Regions from separate parts of the Mus musculus genome. Here regions 2, 3 and 4 are each linked to region 1. A link is a contact called in public promoter capture Hi-C data. All regions are on one chromosome and are shown on one strand. Each heading gives the region's core, a stretch centred on a gene start, on an enhancer-like site or on the middle of the called end of the contact. The rest is flanking DNA. Distances are from core to core; before and after follow the strand shown. Region 1 holds the start of Fam149b (family with sequence similarity 149, member B). Region 2 holds the start of Ndst2 (N-deacetylase/N-sulfotransferase (heparan glucosaminyl) 2). Region 3 holds the start of Chchd1 (coiled-coil-helix-coiled-coil-helix domain containing 1). Region 4 holds the start of Usp54 (ubiquitin specific peptidase 54).

Region 1 (3,187 bases), core at 265-2,764:
CCCTGTCTCAAAAAACCAAAAAAAAAAAAAAAAAAAAAAAAATCAAAAAAACAAATGTGTGCTATGGTGCACGCGCATGTGCATGATACACTAAATGGAATTTTAAAAATTAAAAGCAGATTTTAAGTTAAATCCTTCTCACTTTGGGGAAATGATTATTTCTTAGTTTTATTCCCTAAGGAGCTTATTATCTGATTTGCTGTTGTGCAAATAACATATTCCTTAATAGATAACATGCTTCTGAAAAGCAAGGAGAGGTTCTCTTCTTTGTATGGCTCTTTTACCAAGTAAAGGCGGGAAGAAGAAAGTAGTGCTATCACTTATTGAGGATCTATTATGTACCAGCCCTACGTCATCATTTTAGGTATACTTGTACATCTTAGTTGTATACATAGACAGGAAGGCCCAGATCTAGTTAAATTTCCTAAAAGCTAAGTGGCAAGAAAAGTATCCATCTAAAAATCTCAGGTGTGACTTTAAATGAATGTTATTGGAATGCATAATAAGTGTATGGCTGTTGAAATTGCTTACTTCAATGAGGAGGACCAATGGGACTTGGTTTAAACGTTCAGGCCCTATTGGGTTCAGATGTGGAAGCTTTCTAATTTTATCTGAGCAACAGAAGCTAGTTACAGCAATCTTTCAGAACTGCTGAAAGGACCAAGAAACTGCAGGTTCTTTTGAAATTGCAAAGTACCAGTCAGTAGATATAAGGCTCTATGTTACACTTTACTAAGGGTACAAAGCAGGTTTTTAAACTACCAAAGTGCTTGCTTTTTAGCATTATTTGCAGGGGGTGTGACGGCAATGTGTGAATTGCTTGACAACAGGCTTTACAATCGGATTGACCCTTGGTTTGTACGTCTGAGCTGCACCACCTTCTAGATACAACCTTTAGACCTGTGATCTTTATTTGTAGGATGTGCAAAGTTGGTCTCAACCTGATTTCGCTATTGCATTCAAGCAAACAGCTTTGCATGGTGTTCTGAACTAGACACGTTCAACGTTATTGTAGCATTTAAGCTATTATCTTCAGTGGGGTCAAAAGCACTGTGGGAACAACGGATGCAGCACTCCCTCAATTCAGGACCTAACAGTCCCAAAGGCACACCCTAAGCTGGTGACCCAAAGACAAAAGGCAGCTTCCACCAGGGCTGGGAGGTGAGAATCCGGGATAGTATTTTCCCTCCCTATGTCTGGGACGGGAAAGGAGAGGACGGGCCTTATAAGGTCCCTTGAGCTCCGGCGGCCCAAGCTGGGCGAGCAGAGCAATCCACTCACAGCTCCACGCTCTGCGGCACGGCCTTCCGAGTGTATCTGGAGATCATCCTCCTTTTTCTCCTCTGCGGCCAGGGCGGGCAAGCCAGGGCGGGGGCCTCGGGGCCTGGCCCTCCCGCCGGCTCCGGCCCGGCCCCCTCCTGCCACCTACCGGCCCCGTCTCGCCCCGTCTCGCCCCGTCGCTTAGATTCCGGACCGCCACCTCCCAGAGTTCCCACTCTATAGTCTTCCGACCTGCCTCCTTCCTCTCATGAGCGGAAGTGACGAAGGTACAGCGTCTTTCGGAAATTGGCTCCGATGCGCACTAGAGACTATACTCAGGGTTCCGAGCCTCACGACTTGCAGGCGTTCAGGCGTGGATCAGGGCCCAAGCGAACGCGAGGACCCAGCATGGGCCGGGATTGGGCGGTTGGTGGTCGCCTCTGACCAAGTGTCCTGCTGGAAGAGGCAGCCAAGGAAAGGTGCCAGAGCAGAGGCGCACGAGAGAGCTATTGAAAGGGATCGCTTTACTTTTGTCAGGTGGAAGAAGAGCGTCTAGTTTGGTGAAGGAGCACTATACCGCGCCAGGACAGTGCTCCTGGTGGCTCCTCTTCTGTACTCTCGGGTATGTCATTTTTCATTAATTCCCATGATCTCAAGTCCAATTCTGACTCTGTAAATTCTACATAAAGAGCCCTGCTTGGATTTAGGGTGAGGGTGGGTAGAGTTTTTCCTTGATCCGCCAGGGTGAGAGGCAGCACGATTCTAATTTACAGTGGTGAGTGGGTAGTTGCATAGAAGGTGCAGGTTCCTTATTGGTTCATTGCAAAGCCAAGTAAGCTTAGGAATTAAATTGCTGCGTTAGGTGGGCATCCGGAACCATGACCAATTATTTTGGGACGAAACTCCGACACGCAAGTGTTGGCACTTTTAAATCTTCTATAGAAGCCCTGTAGAGCAAGGGGCATTGCTTTTTAACGCACCTAGTAACACAATTTTAAAGGAAGGTGTTTTAGAGACGGCAGACTAACACTTTCATTTCACGACTAAGTAGAAAGCTCAAGAAAGTAAAGTGCCCAAAGTATGCCACCGACTGAAGCACGGTTGGAAGGTGTGAGAGAATAATGGATAGTAATGGAATGTTTTCAAACTGTGTTACACACACTGCTGCCGACTGAAGGGCAAACATTTATTTATTTGTGAGAAAGGATCGTCTTATGTTACCTAGCCTAGCCTCAAAATCCTGGACCCAGGTGATCCTTTTGCCTTGATCTCTCAGCTGAGACCATAGGCACACCTAGCTATTTTTAACTTTTATCCTCACATACTTCTTTGGTTTGGGAAGTGAGTTGTTGGACTTTCATTTACTCCATAATATCAAGGTTTCCAGTTCACATAATTTAATTTTAAGGAAGATAGTTTTAAGTCTGTTATTCAGAGGATAAATCAAGTGGTGTCTGGTAAAGGCCGGAACCATGATGGTAGGTGTGTATCAAATTTGGGGGAAATAATGTAGTCACCTAGAAGAATTCTGAGAATGCTGTTATTTCTCCTTTTGTGTGGCTTATGTCCCTTGAACTTTGATGGCCATTTTTAGAGAAGAATGGAGGGCAGTGGAAAGCTCGCAATGGTAGAGGATGCTGTGGAGTACCATCTCTTCCTGATACCAGATAAAGCCAGAGGCACAGAAGAGCACAGAGAGATTCTTCAGAAGTACATTGAACGGATAATGACCCAGTTCGCACCCATACTGGTCCCTTATATCTGGCAGAATCAGCCTTTCAATCTCAAATACAAGCCTGCAAAAGGTAAAGTAAGCCTTCCTTCTGAGAGACTTGTTCCATAACCTTAAAAGCCACTGACGTCTGCCCACATATAGCCAAGCCCCTAACTTTAACTCTATAGAATATCTTTATGGCTAGGGATGCGG
Region 2 (3,187 bases), core at 225-2,724, 390 kb before region 1:
GGGATTGCTACTTTGTTTCCTGTTGGTTTTCCTGACATAACAAGGAGAGATCCAGAAGTCGTTGGCCAGGGCTCCTTTTGCCACTTTTGGCAGTTGTTTGTGTGCTGATCTGGACCATCTTTGTCTTGTATTTTCATGGTGGTGGTCCCCATGCTGACCCTCATCTAGGCCTGGGCCCTCTGCCAAGTGCCCCTGTGGGATGGGAGGAGTGAGGCAGTGGGTAAGAGTTGGTGGTTGTTTCTATGCATTCTGGCTGCCCTCTGGGCTGCCTCCCTTCTTCCCATGCTGCACGCCCAACTCTTTCCCTGGGTTTGAGATCGAACTGACTGCTTGGGTGAGAAGTGTCCTCTTTAAAGAGGCTCTTTATTGACCAACCGAAGTATAGACTTTTCTGCTGGACAATCTGCATGGGCATCACCCCCTCGCCTGCATGTACCCACAAAGGGGTCCAGAGCCAAGGCTCCTGCATTCATTGTCCCTCTCTGTGCTCAAGGAGGTCCATTCCAGGAAGAAAAGGTCTGTACCTTAGGCAGATAACAGAGAAGATAATGGAAGAGGCAATTGGTCATAGTCTTGGTTCCCTCCCACCAAACAACTGCACATTATCTGCATTGGGGGGGGGGGTAGATTTCAGCTCCTTGGGTGACCTTCAGGAGGCACAGGAGCTGGGAAAAGAGAACTACAGAGTATGGAGCCAGCTGAGAAGAGAACAAACGCATGGGTGCTGGTGCTTGAATTTAGCCAGGCTCCTCAAGCACTTGTGCATGCCTCAGACCCTGGACCCTAGACCCTTCCTGCCCTGCAGCCTGCAGTGCCAGCCAACAGATACCTTCATCACAGGGTTTGGTTTTGCTGGCTTGAAGACAACAAATGGTCTTAGAGCTCTTTGAGACCCATAGCTTCATGTGGCTGCTCCAGCCCCACTTCTTAGCGTTCTTACTCCACTTCTGGGGCTAATGTCAGCATCTATAGACTATTAATAGACTATTTAAAAAACAAACCACCTTTTAAACAGGAAATGGAAGGCATTTGATGCAGAACTTTTGCATGATGACATAGAAATAATTTAAAATAGTGTTTGTTCTGAATGTTGGTAGTCCCTTCATAGCTTTGTTACAATGAAACCTTGAAGATATTTAATAAAATAACCTTTAAACAGTCCATTGTGTTATTGCTGTTGGAGGCTCGTAGCCGTGGGCTTAGATTTTAGCAGCCTGCGTGACAAGGCTTCACTAGGAGACGAACATCTTTTTGCCCATTCCCTTGGGGAGCAAGGAAGAAAACTTCTCATAAACTCAGCCTGGGCTGCTGTATTGGGGGGTGGCAGGGAGGAAGTAGCCTCTTAGGCGGTGGGCCGAGTCTTCGCCCCGCCCCAGGCGGAGGTGGCCCCGCCCTTGGTACGCGGGCTCCCTCCTCCGCGGGTCTGAGTGGACAGGCCTGGGCCCTGGGCCCGCCCCGACGCTCCGCAGACTGTGCCACCCGGCGTGGAGGACGGGGTCCACCCTGGTGGGCTGAGCGCGAGGCCGGAGGGCTGGGAGGCTGCGGCTGGGCTGAGCACTGCGGAGGGCCGTCGGCTTATCCCAGGTCCCGGTCACGCAGCGGCCACGCTCGGGGAGCGCGCGGACCTGAGCGGGCACCACGAGCCGCAGCGCGCCGCCTCCCCCTGGTGGGAGCGGTACTTGAGCCCGACTGCGGCGGAGCGTTCGCTCGGAGATGGCGGAGCCGCCGCGACGCGGCCCGAGGCCCCGCGAGCAGGGAAGCCGGGCAGCCCCGGGACGCGGCAGGGCCCGGGGACAGCGGGGACGCCGCCCACTCCACCGGGTGAGCCATCTTTGAGAGCAGTCTCCCGTCCACGGTCGCCCTCGGTTTTCGCGATCAGACTTCCTGCGAGTGTCGCCACCGAAACCACCCGCAGGGTCGTCCTGGGCGACCACCCATCTGGCCCTGTGCACCCTGCCCCGAGTCCCAGCCGCTGGCCTCCCCTCAGTTGCCTTATTCTGGCCACTCCGCCCAGGGCACACGGGGTTCTTAAACCCAGTGCCTGTCTGGATGCCAACTCTCGGCCGCACCCCTGCCCCTTTCCCTCCAGCTCCCCCACCTGTGGGCTCCCCATTTCCCGTAGTTCCCGCAGGAGGGTCCTTCTATCCTCAAGGTCAGGTCCTTCCTCCCACAGCGTGGCCCCTGTTGTTTATTCCAGTGGTGGGCCCACACCTCCAGCCCACCCTGACCCTGTATTTGCTGCCCACTTTGGCAGACGACCCTTAGGTTTCTCCTTCCTCAGAAACTTTCCACTGCCACACACATGTTCTTCCTCCAACTTAGTCATCCCACTGCTCCCCCACCAAAAGTTCTCACATGATCCCCTCTCTAAATCTCACTGGCTTCCTCTAGGTATGAAGCTAAAATACAGTGGTTACAACACAGGAGGTTGACAGGCCTGACCTTTGAATCCCAGTTCATCCACAAACGGAGCTTTGTAATCTCGGGTAAGTTACTAAACTTCTCTGGGCCAGAAATTATGCGTGTGTAAAATGGAACTACTACTAGTTATATGTGTTTTCATAACTGTTAGAGCTGACATTAAATACAGGTGCTTCTTGCATTTACTGATAAACTTTTAAGATATCCTAAACTACTGACCACAAGAGCTTATCAGTTTGTGCCCTCTGCTCAGTGACGCCAGTTGCTTCACCTTCTGTTTGTGTGGCTGAGCAAGTACTTGCAGTGTGTCTCAAATGAAAAGTATTGTTGGGGCTGGAGAGGTAGCTTAGTGGTTCCAAACTTCCAAAGGCCCTGAGTTCAGTCCTCAGCACCCACATGGTGGCCTACAATCTGATGCTGTCTTCTGGTGTGCAGATGTACATGTAGACAAAGTACCTATATCCATAAAGTACATAAGTAAAAATAAACAAGAGAGAGAGAGAGCCGGGCGTGGTGGCACACACCTTTAATCCTAGCACTCGGGAGGCAGAGGCAGGTGGATTTCTGAGTTCGAGGCAGCCTGGTCTACAGAGTGAGTTCCAGGACAGCCAGGGCTACACAGAGAAACCCTGTCTCAAAAAACCAAAAGAAGAAGAGGAAGAGGAGGAGGGGGAGGGGAAGAAAGAAAGAAATAAAGAAAAGAAGAGAAGAGAAGAGAAGAACAACAACTACTACTACTACTACTACGGTGTCTGCAAATCCACTC
Region 3 (3,187 bases), core at 450-2,949, 350 kb before region 1:
GGCCTGGTCTACAGAGTGAGTTACAGGACAGCCAGGAATACACAGAGAAACTCTCTTTCAAAAAAGAAAAAGAAAAAAAACAAAAAAAAAACAAAAACAAAACAAAAGAAAGGAAATGAAGAGCATCCCAGGAATAAAGAACTTCCAGGGTTTGGGGAGATTATAGAGCCCAAGAAAGGACGTGCTCAGGTTGGCTCAGAGGTTGGGTGCTTGCCCAGTGAAGGGAAAGGCAGAGATATTCCTCTTCAGGATGGGGCTGGAGGTGTGAGGAGAAGCAGCTAATTAGAAGAAATGGCCAACTTCTTTTTAGAGGATTTTATTTCAAGACAGCATCCAGAATACGATTCATTCAAAAGAGCAAAATTAAGTATTTTGCCTCATTTTACCCTTCAAAAACTCGTAGCAATGCAAATGCAAACCGCAAACCTCCCAAACGTGCCTCTCTGTATAGCTTTTGGAAATGAGAGTTCATTGAAAATATTTCTCCATTTTCAGATGAGATGAGATTTGTTGGGAAATCTCTGTAACAACTTGGTCATCTTGTGGGGAGATAAACTCTCGGACTGTCCCAGAGACTCCTGGATTGATCTCATCTTCCTGGCTTCCTGAAAACACAACAGAAAACAGAAAACAAAAAACAAAGTCACAGTTCTTTAGCTTATTCTGACCTAGACCCATAATTTTTATAATATTCCAAACCCCAAGAGACCCTGCCTCAAGGAATAAAGTGGAAGAGGAATGGAGGAAAATTCCAGACGTTTACCTCAGGCCACCACACAGCACTGGTGCCCACAGATGTGTCCCTGCATTTTCAAGCACGCAAGCACTTACACACATACACACACACACACACACACACACACCCCAAACAAACAAACAAAAAACCCAAAGGAACAAAAAGGGGATTTAAAGGGATTGGGGATGTACAAATGATTGTTATCATCTCAAACTACTATTCTGGCTAGCAAATTAGTGAAGATCAACCTATGACAAAACTTAGCTTTTTCTCACTTTGGTGAGGGTGAGCCAGTCACAGATGAATGGGAGACTCTGTACATAATTTAACACAGGGCGGTGTGAACCATTTCTTTGCGTTTGGTTTTTTTTTTTTGGTTTTTCGAGACAGGGTTTCTCTGTGTAGCCCTGGCTGTCCTGGCACTCACTTTGTAGACCAGGCTGGCCTCGAACTCAGAAATCCACCTGCCTCTGCCTCCCAAGTGCTGGGATTAAAGGCGTGCGCCACCACGCCCGGCTTGAACCATTTCTTTGTATTCCCCTTTCTTTTCCCAAGAAGGCACGCTAGGAGCCAGACATCACCTGAGCCCTGGAAGAACAATCGAAGAAGTCCTGGATCTCTTTCCTGCACGCCTCGTCGCGGAATTCATTCTGCTTCCAGCAAGCCATCATCATCGACATCTCCGTGATACAGGTTGCCTCTGGAGGGGAAGAACTGGGAGACCTTCAGCCACAGGGCGACCTAACACCTCTCCCCCGAGATTACCTAGCCGCCCCCGCTCCAAGTGCTCACCTCCCTTTTCTCTACGTCGGTTCCCGACGCGGTTAGCTAAGATAAGAGGCTTGTTGGGTTTCAGTATAGGTTTTCCCGGGTTCGCAAACCGCGCCAGGCGGCCGCGTAGACTGGGCGTCGCCATTTTGCACAGCGTTCCCAGTAGGCTCCGCGGCGCCGTGCGTGACCCCTCTTGACCTCTACGCGCTTGGCGTGCGGACAACGGGCAGCTGTGCGCGCACTTTCCGGGTCTTGGCCTCACGGTGACACTGGATTCGAACCCCGTCGGGCCGGCAGCCGACAGCAGGTTAGGATGCTATAGGTTGTGCGCGCCCTTTGCGTGCTCGGGACCCGGCAGGATTCAGGGGCCCCGTGTCCGCGGCTGCCACTTATTTGTGAGTCGGTGTCTGCGTGTGGGCACCACGTGAGTGCCGCGTCCGTGGCGGCCAGGGGAAGGCGTTGGATCCCGTGGGGCTGGAGTTAAGGATTTTGGATTGCAAAGGACTTTTGTTTTAACAAGTCTGTGAGAATGATGATTCCTTTTGCCAGGCGGTGGTGACGCTCGCCTTTAAATCCCGGCACTGGGGAGGTGGGGAGGCGGGGAGGCGGGGAGGCAGGCGGATCTGAGTTTGAGGCCAGCCTGGTCTCCAGGACTGCCAGGGCTACACAGAGAAACTCTGTAGCAGAAAAACCAAAATAATAAAATGGTTGCTTTTTACAACTCTTACATGGACTGCTAGGTAGATACTGTTTACTCGTTTGGAATGATCGCACAGTAGGGTGAACGTTGTAACATTTACGTGTGACATACACAACATTTAATATTAGAGCAACTATATCACTTCTTTTTATAGACCTCCAGTTGTGATTTGTTGGACTTGAGTGTTTGACTTAACTGTTTACAAAACCGAATCAAAAGATGTGCTATATATAGATTCTTTGGTATTTGCAAATGAATTCAAGACATTTCTGCTAATGGAAGCGGAATCCAGCAGTCCTGTAGTTTATATGATGTCTACTTTAGAGCAAGGTATATTTGCTGACATTTTTTACCTCAGATGTTTGGAATTCTCCCTTGATAGCCTACGTGGATGCCTTTCTTCCGGAGTCACATAGCTAATTCAGGAGGGAAATTCCAGGAATGGGCCTGACCAAAAAGTCCATCTTTTGGTCAGTATTTAGTATCTAATAAAGCTTGCTTTAAATTTAGCCCAAAATGGTGGACTTCGTTTTTCTGGCGAATCCCAAGATTAACACTGGGTTCACATCAGAGGGGTTTTCCCTCTCTTACCACACCCTACCGGCAGCCATCAAGGCACCTTTTTTATTGTCACACACATTTATATTGTTTGTGACCTTATGTACCCCAACATCTACTTTGAAATCTTAGCTAGCTCAGGGTCTGGAGAGGTAGCTCCGTGCTTAAAGAGTGTTTTTAGCTCTTCCAGAGGACTGTTTGGTTTCCAGCATCCACGTTGCAGGGCTCATAATTACTTCTACCAACACCTCGAACGCACACATGGGTAAATTTCTTTTCTTTCCCAAACTTTAATTTGCATTTGCTAACAAATCTTTTTTATCCACTTTACAAAACTATGGAACACTTCACGAATTTGCGTGTCATCCTTGTGCAAGGGCCATGCTAATCTTCTCTGTATCGTCCCCGTTTTAGTATATAGG
Region 4 (3,187 bases), core at 247-2,746, 270 kb before region 1:
ACCACTGAGCCATCTCTCCAACCTCTAATATTTTATCTTAATTGTCAACCTGTCTGGATTTAGAATTACCATTGAAATTGCATACCTAAAGGTATGTCTATGACTGTTTTCAGAAAGGTCTAAAAGGCAGTACCACTCTGAATGTGAGTAGCACTACGGCTTGGGAGCCTGGATTGACTTGAAAAAGTATGAGGAAGGCCAGCCCGAGTTGCTCGTTCTCTGCTTCTTGACTACCACTGCAGGGTGACCAGTTGTCCGGGCTTCTTCCGCTAAGCCTTTCCTGCTGTGAGCCAAAGTAATTTTTTCTCAATTTGCTTTGTTAAATATTTTCTCATAGAGAAAAGACCAAGTACAATTTGGGCATCTTTCTTTCCATTTAGTACTGATCAGTAGAAGTCTGTGCTTTTGCCTTGGTGTGGCACTTCTGTGCCTTGGCACTATGTATTAGAAGACTTGGTTGGAATACTGATAGTGAGCAAGAGAACCAATAGCTTTCTTCTTTTAAACTTGGCACTTGCTTTGCTGCCAAAGGACTGCTTTACTTTTAAGCATATTGTTAAAATGTAAGCTTAATTAGTTTTGGACAGTGTCCATGGTTGTTTAATTTCACCAATAAACTTTAATTAAATCTTTTTTTAGTGACCAAGGATTTTCTCTCAAGGTTTAGAAATAAAGCCAACTTTCATAAATGGCAAGAATTTTGCTGATGAGTTTTTTCCTCAGTATGCTTATAAAACAACTCATTTCAATAAAGCTGTTTAATAAGCAGAGTGATACACAGATACATGTGTGTTGGTCTTCTTGGCCTTTATGCCCTGCCTGCAAATGCAAGTTCTGTTTGACTGATCACATGTTTTAGGGTGGGATCCAACTGCAGCTCCCTAAAGAGGTGTGGAGATCTTGGCTGGAAGAACCTTTAGAGTCAGTTCTTGTTTTAAATCGACTGGCAACCCCAGCAGCTTGGTTTACATAATTTCTATTCATACAGTTTCCTAATTTCTTTAATAGCATGGCCCATTTTAGTGTTTAAGACGGAAGACTTTTGCCCATTACAATGGTTTCACTGCAGATAGTCTTGGGACTTTGAATTGACTCAGACAGCATTGTTTTTGGTGGTTCTCTAGGGCACTGCAAAGGTGTCTTCTCACAGACACCACACAAAGAGTTCTTTTAGGACCAGCCCTTTGGAAGCAGCTGCCACCCTGCAAACCTTACTTTCCGATGACCTTGCCTTCAGGAGTGCCTCTGGATGAAGCAGCCTCTCATATAGTTGTTGTAAACCTCCTGTGACGTTCGTCATAAGTCTTTCCCAGAGTTCTGGTTAGTTCCTTCAGTTTTAGCTTCTCAATGAATTGTTCCTGGTAGTTGGCAAAAAAATTGTTTTATCCCTGACATCCTGTTGTGTGCCTTTGTGGTTAGATGAACAGTTTCCCACTGTTGCTCCTTGCGCTTGTCTCCTCCCTCTGTACCCTAGCCTCTGTTCCGGTCTGTGTCACTGCCCCACAGATGCCCTTGTGAGTGCTTGCAGTTTTTTCCTGAGCTCGAATGGGTTGTCTGGTAAGCATTGTAGTTGTATTAAAACTGTGTAGAGGGAGGATACCATGACTGAGTAGTGTTTGTGAAGTTATTCCAGCCCACCCCACCCTCACCCCTCTAATAGCTTACTTTGAAATTGAGTTTTGAACTCAATTTTCAGGAGATTTTTTTATGTTGTCTTTTTTTTTTTTCTTTCTCCAACCAGATGTTAAATTTGTGAATTTTATTTTCTTCCTCTAACATATATTGTATATATGAACTTGTTAGAATTAAAGGGGAGATTTACAAGTTTAAAGAAAAGAGTTGTAGGTTTAGTGTTTTGAATTTCCTTAAAACAAGTTATTTGTTAGAAGGTTGTATTCTTTGTATTTATTTTTCAAACTCAATATATGGGCTAAGGAAGTAACAGAGGTCCTGTTTTTTGGCTAACCTGTGCAGTAACATTACTTTCAGACGCAGAGTGATGTCCTTTTCCATCACCAGAATGTTCTTGGTAAAATTCATTTAGATTTTGACAGTATGTTTTCATTCTGGGAAGTGGTTTGCTGAGTATTTCAGAGTGGCAGATGCTTGCTTCTAGAGAGTACTTTAGGAAGTTAGATTTGGTCATTAGACCTTTTCCCTTCTGGTATGAGGTATTTTGATCCTTTGAAAATAAAATGTTTTATATTTGATGCTCAGGTTATTCCAATGCCATTTGAACAGTATTTCATAATGCTATTATTTTCTTGGATTGTATATTTTGACCTTCATCTAAGAAATAGTGGGGTGCATGCATGTGTGTGTGTGTGCGCTTGCACTCACATTTTTTAAAAGCTTTGGGTTCTGTAGAACTGCTACTAACAATATGAGGAAAATTTACTGAGATTTTATTGCTGTTTAGTTGAATCTGCTTTATAAGTGGAGGTTGTGCTTGTACAATAATAATTTCTTGATCTCCTAGGTTCTATGCTAAATGCTACACATATATTTCTAATTTTCACTACAACCCTGACAAGTAGATAGTATTTTTCCTTATCATGCATAGGTAGAACTTCTCCCTGTCCTCTTCAGACCCTTGCAGTATGAGAATGACTCCCACCTTTTAAGAGCTAAGGACACCCAAGGAGCTGAAGGGGTCTGCAACCCAATAGGTGGAACAACACTGAACTAACCAGTACCCCCAGAGCTCTTGTCTCCAGCTGCATATGTAGCAGAAGATGGCCTAGTTAGCCATCATTGGGAAGATAGGCCCCTTGATATTGCAAACTTTATATGCCCCAGCACAGGGGAACGCCAGGGCCGAGAAGCGGGAGTGGGGGTGGGGGAGGCTAGGGGAGCAGGGTGGGGGAAGGGTATAGGGAACTTTCGGGATAGCATTTGAAATGTATATAAAGAAAATATCTAATAAAAAAAAAGAGCTAAGGACATGCTGTGTGTCCAGTAATGTTCATTTGAGTAGTTGCTACCATTATTACAAGTTTCCAGTGAAAGAGCAGTATGGAAGGCCACCCCCACTCCCTTGTAAGTGGTAGGGTTAACATTTGAACTGACTCAAAGGCTGGAGTTCAGTAGCTTTTGAGAATATGAAAGACTTTTAGGATAGATTTCAGTACCTCCTGGTTTTTACTGCTCTCACTGAAGAGAGCTTTGTTTGTGTTCTTTCTGATTC

Evidence for each region. Promoter capture Hi-C pulls out the DNA fragments that hold promoters and counts their contacts.
Region 2: a contact with region 1 is called in a promoter capture Hi-C map of pre-B cells, with 2.5 times the contacts expected there. The contact joins the promoter of Ndst2 here to the promoter of Fam149b in region 1. A contact is called at or near these places in 7 of 39 promoter capture datasets (the C10 cell line, cranial neural crest, fetal liver and 4 more), 1 of 484 Hi-C or Micro-C datasets (embryonic stem cells), 4 of 115 datasets of contacts at active chromatin or transcription factors (bone marrow-derived macrophages, embryonic stem cells, pancreatic cancer cells and 1 more) and 2 of 9 other capture datasets (adipose tissue and liver).
Region 3: a promoter capture Hi-C map of the HPC-7 cell line shows a contact between it and region 1. The contact joins the promoter of Chchd1 here to the promoter of Fam149b in region 1. A contact is called at or near these places in 12 of 39 promoter capture datasets (the C10 cell line, the HPC-7 cell line, cranial neural crest and 7 more), 2 of 484 Hi-C or Micro-C datasets (both in B cells), 11 of 115 datasets of contacts at active chromatin or transcription factors (the SCID.adh cell line, double positive thymocytes, effector CD8 T cells and 6 more) and 5 of 9 other capture datasets (adipose tissue, embryonic stem cells, liver and 2 more).
Region 4: a promoter capture Hi-C map of second pharyngeal arch cranial neural crest shows a contact between it and region 1. The contact joins the promoter of Usp54 here to the promoter of Fam149b in region 1. A contact is called at or near these places in 8 of 39 promoter capture datasets (the C10 cell line, the HPC-7 cell line, cranial neural crest and 5 more) and 1 of 115 datasets of contacts at active chromatin or transcription factors (embryonic stem cells).

What each region holds. Positions count from the first base shown.
Region 1 is chr14:20,346,489-20,349,675 of GRCm38.p6, reverse strand. Fam149b (family with sequence similarity 149, member B) reads right to left here and starts at 1,514. Exons shown (of 14, transcript NM_001024512.2): 1 at 1,282-1,514. The coding sequence starts at 1,328. Ecd (ecdysoneless cell cycle regulator) reads left to right here and starts at 1,555. Exons shown (of 14, transcript NM_027475.3): 1 at 1,555-1,882; 2 at 2,855-3,065. The coding sequence starts at 2,861.
Region 2 is chr14:20,732,849-20,736,035 of GRCm38.p6, reverse strand. It overlaps Ndst2 (N-deacetylase/N-sulfotransferase (heparan glucosaminyl) 2), which reads left to right and starts at 1,474. Exons shown (of 15, transcript NM_010811.2): 1 at 1,474-1,821; 2 at 2,392-2,486. It overlaps Camk2g (calcium/calmodulin-dependent protein kinase II gamma), which reads left to right. Exons shown (of 21, transcript NM_001360186.1): 21 at 1-1,163.
Region 3 is chr14:20,701,539-20,704,725 of GRCm38.p6, reverse strand. It overlaps Chchd1 (coiled-coil-helix-coiled-coil-helix domain containing 1), which reads right to left and starts at 1,699. Exons shown (of 3, transcript NM_025366.3): 1 at 1,529-1,699; 2 at 1,318-1,436; 3 at 301-605. The coding sequence starts at 1,652. The coding sequence ends at 492. 6230400D17Rik (RIKEN cDNA 6230400D17 gene) reads left to right here and starts at 1,627. Exons shown (of 1, transcript NR_029446.1): 1 at 1,627-2,714. Gm25328 (a small nuclear RNA gene) reads right to left here; the gene lies at 3,097-3,187.
Region 4 is chr14:20,616,663-20,619,849 of GRCm38.p6, reverse strand. Usp54 (ubiquitin specific peptidase 54) reads left to right here and starts at 1,496. Exons shown (of 21, transcript NM_030180.2): 1 at 1,496-1,557.